Regions from separate parts of the Arachis hypogaea genome. Here region 2 is linked to region 1. A link is a contact called in public Hi-C data. All regions are on one chromosome and are shown on one strand. The core of a region is the stretch at or near the end of the contact, and the rest is flanking DNA. Distances in the headings are between cores, read along the strand shown. Region 1 has its middle 26 kb from the start of LOC112771631. Region 2 holds the start of LOC112770698 (BEL1-like homeodomain protein 1).

The links. Hi-C and Micro-C count contacts between places; a contact is called where the count stands out from the background.
Region 2: a contact with region 1 is called in a Hi-C map of leaf, with 2.1 times the contacts expected there. The contact joins the promoter of LOC112770698 here to the enhancer-like site in region 1. A contact is called at or near these places in 2 of 8 Hi-C or Micro-C datasets (leaf and an unstated tissue).

What each region holds. Positions count from the first base shown.
Region 1 is chr18:6,933,038-6,936,055 of arahy.Tifrunner.gnm2.J5K5, forward strand. No RefSeq gene overlaps it. Among protein-coding and RNA genes, the nearest start is that of LOC112771631, 26 kb to the left of the region's middle. Within about 2 kb of position 1,429, at least 3 of the 3 cell types and tissues checked have open chromatin away from gene starts, as enhancers often do.
Region 2 is chr18:6,969,943-6,972,960 of arahy.Tifrunner.gnm2.J5K5, forward strand. It overlaps LOC112770698 (BEL1-like homeodomain protein 1), which reads left to right and starts at 1,458. Exons shown (of 6, transcript XM_025815056.3): 1 at 1,458-1,912; 2 at 2,114-2,142; 3 at 2,243-3,018. The coding sequence starts at 2,275.

The DNA.
Region 1 (3,018 bases), core at 179-2,678:
ATTTTTCTCTTTGAGAAAGACTAACTGCTAATCATGTTAAATACATATATTATTCATTTCCTTTCTTCTTTTGACTCATCATCAAGGATCAAATAAACCAGAAGCATAATGTGGTAGTGTTTTGTTACTAATTGTTATTAGAAATATAACTATTTATATTGTTGGTGAACTCCAAAAATTAAAAAATGACATAAGACAAATAAAAGGAGAAAAGTAGGTCTATGTAAAAAATCAAATAAATTTAAAAGAGACTCTTACTTGAGAAAAAATGCAAAGAAATATAACCATTCATGTTATCTTTTTTTATTAGCTTAAATTTTTGGGTTGAATGGTTTCATAATATGGTATTAAAACTCTATGTACGAAAGGTCTAGAGTTTGATCATATGCATTGGTATTAGAAATATAATCATTCGTGTTGTCTTTTTCTATCGACTTAAATTTTTGAAATTAGTGGTAACATGAAATTAAGAGCATCTCCAATGGAGGGTTTTTAGAGTATTACTTTTATAATTTCAAAAAGTGAATTGATTTAGAATTGAAATCTATATTGTAGTTGATTAATAAAATAAAATCGGTATCACTTTAAAGATACAATATCACTTTAATAAAAAACTAATAAAATTTTATAACTCATATAATTATGTTGATAAAATAATTAAAAATAATATAAAATTTTAATTAAATTAATATTAAATATTAAGAAGACAAATTTTATTTTTAATTTTAAATCATAATTTATAATAAATAATTCTTCAAATATTTATTATCATCTTCTTATAAGATTTAAAATAAAATTAAAATTAAAATTAACATTAGAGATTCTCTAATAATCAAATTTACATCCTAACTTAACACTACAGTTTCAAGTGTACAAGAGAATAAAGAAGCAGCAGCACTTAAGTTGAACCGAGACTAACAAGAAGGTTAATTAATGATGCATATGAACAATTATTGATGGTCCATGCATCCTCATTATTGTGTCTATGTATCTACTTAAAGTGAGAAACGGCAAAATCATCTTTTTGCCTTTTCCTCTTTTTAATTTCTTGTTTGACTTTTCACTTTAGATACTACATATGTGCATAGGTATAATAATTCACCATTTATGATTACACAATACGTACATGATGGCCATCTAAGTTTTGACATCACCACACATAACAAAGTCATCCCAATTATATGTCAACCTTTTTAATCAATTGGAATAATAAACCATAATTCTCTTATTCATCAGCAAGTGTTAAAACAATTTTATTTCAACTATAATTATATATTCCTTCAATTTACCAGTAAATGTTACTTGGTGATATAGTACTTAAAAATTGGGAAGAAAAATATAATGTCACAGACGTGTTAGAGTGAGATACGTGTTTGCGTGAGCCATCCACACTTGACAATCATGTGTGTGTTCATACTTAGTTTGTGATTGTAACGTTTATTATTTTTTAGACATGTAATGAACCGTACCCAAACTCCTAGGTAGGTTAACATGTTCAATAATAAGCTCAACAACAAAAACATGTGTTAGTAAGCTCTTCAAACAGCACAACATGAAGCTAGTGATATATGGTTTCCTTAGTATGAGAGTTAAAAAATTAACCAACTATATATATCACCAGAAACTTCCAAATGATTAACCAATCTGCGGAATTAATTTTTTTTATTTCTTCATTGGTATGATAATCTTTTTTTTGGTCATGTAATGTTTCGGTGTGCTGATAGTGGCCCAATAACTTACGATTTTGGTAATTGTCTTTTTGCTGAACAGGCCCGTTTAAGATTAGGTTGTTCTGACCAAAAAAGTATTAGGTTATTGGGCCTCTAAGGCCTTGGAGGCCCTTTCCGAAAGAGAAAAAGCGTTGGGGGTTGAAATCAAAGCCCTGTCCAAAAATTATTGTATTTCTTCTCCTCTTCTATTGTTGGTTCTTAGCTTTTATCTTCTAGCCCAAAATCATCATTTTTTCAGCTTGAGAAAAAATTAGTAACTTCCCCAAATTGTCCTTACCCAAAAAAAAAAAAAAAAACCCAAATTGTATAATTTTTCATTCTTTAGATGTGTAGGGTTAATTTAAGCTAGTTTAAATATCTATATAAATGTAAAGACTACTTGAATGTAGTAACAGATATATACACCATACCGGACTTTTATTTCTAATTAATGAAACTGAAATAAAAAAAATATAACGCAACATACATATTGTACATCGAAATATAACTGAATGTGAAAGTACATGGAGTCATCAATTGCACCCAATTTAAATGTGAATAATGTGTCACTCTGCACCGCCAGGCAACATTATTCTAAGAGTACATAATTACATTTATATTGGGTTGCAATGCATTTATTATATTGGTCCTGTTAAGAAAACAAAATTTAAAATCAGTCAATAAAAAGAAAATCGTACATTAAAAAATTTAAAATTACACATATAAATATATCTTATTGATTCTTGATTTTTTTTTCTCCTACCAATATTTTTCCTTATGATGTTTACACTTTGCCGAGCACAAATTTGTATCATGCGTACACGTGACGATCTATGCGCTTTCGATATGGCATCTGACTTTGGAAAACATATATATTAATCCACTCATCATATAATATATTTATACATAAACATTACTATATCATAACTTTTTTTTTTATCATGCTTATGTTATCACAGGATCGCATCCTTTTCTGTGTGTAAACACTCGCACCATGATCAATAATATATTATGATCTATAATTCTGTATACAGTAGATATAGACACGCCCCTTTTATGCAATGAATGAAGCTTTATTAGAAAACGCGTAGAGTAATATTAACACTCAACATCTATATCCACATCGAAGGAAAAAAAAGAAAGACTTAGTATACTACATACTATATACTTGCTATACATAAATATTAAAACTTAGTGGTCGCTGAACTTTGATCTATCTTTCTGACTAGACCGAATCGAGGTCGGTGAAAAAAAATCTAAATTAAATGAAGAGTAAACACCCAATCCGGTCCTTGTCCATTTTTACGAA
Region 2 (3,018 bases), core at 208-2,707, 37 kb after region 1:
CATAATATACTAGTATCATATATAGCTCACTGTAATTGAGATCAATGCAATTCAAATACAACTGAAAAAACATATTTGACTAAATTCTAGTTTTAACAAACTTTATAACTAACGTAACCAACTTAGTTACCTTACTCACTTATAAATATAAGGTAAGAACTCCAGTGAAGTCGACTTTACGTGAAGTTGATATCTGAGAGCTGTTAGATGAAAATTTAGTCAAATCGGTCAAATTATTTAACGACTCTCAAGTATCAACTTCACATGAAGTCGACTGCAACTGAGTTTTCACCTAAATATAGTGATGAATAGATTGATATTTTTCTAAATACGGCATTGATAATATTAAGAAGATAAAAAATTTCAGAATTTACTTTATTTAATATTTATTAATTATTACAATAATTAATGAATGTTAAATAAAATAAATTCTACCTATTTTTAGTTAATTTATTTTGGTTACTAAATATTTTCGATACAACATTATGTATTTTTATGTAAATAAAATAACTAAAATATTTAATAACCAAAATAAATTAATAAAAAATAGATAAAATTTATCTTATATAATATTTAATAATTATTATAATAATACATAAATATTAAATAAAATAAATTGTGACTATTTTTTTTTTGTCTCTTATTATTACCGATAAAAAAATAGTATATCTTGTGCATTTTATTATGGCTGAAATAGATATTGCGAGGCAAATGTTGTAAATGACGAAATTACAAGTTGTAGATAGCAGGATATTTTAGGGACCGACAATGCAATTAATCTGAAACCTGCTTTTTATTTTACCTTTCCAAACATAGATAATAATTCATTGGTGGGTGCGACCTCTCATGCTGTAACACATACATTTTGTGGGGACGATTTTGTAGCTCATATGTTGCATTGCTAGCTAGAATATTTATTTATTTATTAGCTAATTAATTTTATGTGGTGCATGTTTATTTTCTTATTAGTGTATCATCCGTACGTGTATAACGTATTGTGTGAAGATGATGAGTTTTGTTAATTAGTGGCAATATGCTCTAATCATAAACATTTTATTTTGTTAAACACACCAAAATCAATCATTATATATAATTTAATTTATTTTTAATATATATTATACTGATTATTAATTTTAGTATCTGATTTTAATATATTTATTATTTAACATGGTTAGTTGTTAATTAAATTATTCTATTATGTATATCGTAGAAGTGATAAATCATGTATTGAATTTGAATAAGTTAAGTGCGGATTTGGAGGGCTGATTAGGGTTTTTATGATAATGAAACAATCTAGCTAAGAGTAGAGTGGATTCATGTCTAGCTATGAATGAGGTTTTTCTAATTTTTTTATGCATACCAAACAGACACGCACCCAAAAAATTAAATTTAAAAAAAAAAAGAAAAAGAAAAAAGTGTGGAGGATAAGACGCACATAGCGAACGCTGTAGCTGAATGTGTACAACAATACAAGAAAATTACTTTCGAGCTGTCTATTATTGTTGATAAATACATAGAGGTCAATTCCATATTATATTAATTAGATTTTTAATTAAAAACGGGCCACTAAAGTCACCAGTCATCACTAATAATAATCACTCACTTGTCTTTTTTTAAAAAATATATTATTATATAAATCACTTTAGAAAATTTCCCTTGGTGTTGCACAGAGAGAGAAAGAGAGAGTAGAGTTTAGAGGAAGGAATTGAAGCAAGAGAAGAAGTTGAAAACTATGGCGAGTGAATAATCCGAAATCCAATCCTTACTACTGTGAAAGCAAAAGGTGAAGCTTTAATTTTCTTTTGGGCGATGATGATGATGATGATGGAAACATAGTTAGTTTGTCTAAGCTTAGATAGCAGCTTTCTACCTTGAAGATTAAAGATCATCAATCATTATTATTTATTTTATGGTATGAAAACAACACACTCCAAACTCTTTATATTATTTCTTCTGCACATACATATATCTATCTATATCTTGATGGATCTGTTTCCATTATTTCTCTATTGTTTATTTCCTTTTGTTTCTCTTTTCACCATCAAATTTCAATTCAGATCCCCTTAAAAAATTATATTCTAATAATATTTCATCTTTGCCTTTTTGTTTTCAGGATCTGTGAAGCCCAACCCAATATTATTGGTACTGGATCAATTAATTAATATATTATAATATGCTTTTATAAATAATGATTGTGGTGCAGAGAAGTAATAATAGAAAGTTTAAATGTTTGTCCGTACAGTGGGGAGAGAGAATAAGAATTTGAGATCAGAGATGGCAACGTACTTTCATGGAAGCAATTCTGAAATGCAATCTTCTTCGCCTTCAGCTTCCGCTTCTGGTGCAGATGGTGGCTTGCAGACACTTTACCTTATGAACCCAAACTACCACCACGTGCCCTATTCTGACGCGCCGACGCAAAACATGCTTCTTCTTAATCCTAACCACCAAGCCCACGCGCTCAACCTCGCCAACTTATCCCACGCGCCCCCTCCACCACACCACCAACTACTCATTCATCGACTTCCCAACTCCGACGACAACTCCCGGGCCTCTCTCTTCGGACACCACGACATCGCCACGGCTACCGCCCCGCCCACTTTCCACGGCTTCTCTGCGCCGCGCGTGCAGTACAATCTGTGGGGCTCTGTGGTCGACCAGCCTCAACCGTCGCCGTCCAGCAGCTCCGGAGGCGCCGACATGGGTTTCCGGCGGCCTACTCAGCAGGGCTTGTCGCTCAGCCTCTCCTCACAGCAGCAGCAGCAGCAGCAACAGCAACAAACAGGTACCTATAGGTCTCTCTCCGGCGAGGTTGAAGTTGCCGTTGCCGGAGGTGTCGGTAACTCGCCGTCATCGGCGTCGAACGGGATCTCGGGCGTGCAGGGTGTTCTGTTGGGATCAAAGTACCTGAAAGCCGCACAGGAGCTTCTTGACGAGGTGATGAACGTGGGCAATAAGGGAATTTCAAAGGAGGAGTTCGCAGAGAAGGTGAAGCCCAATAGGGAATCAAATTCTGGC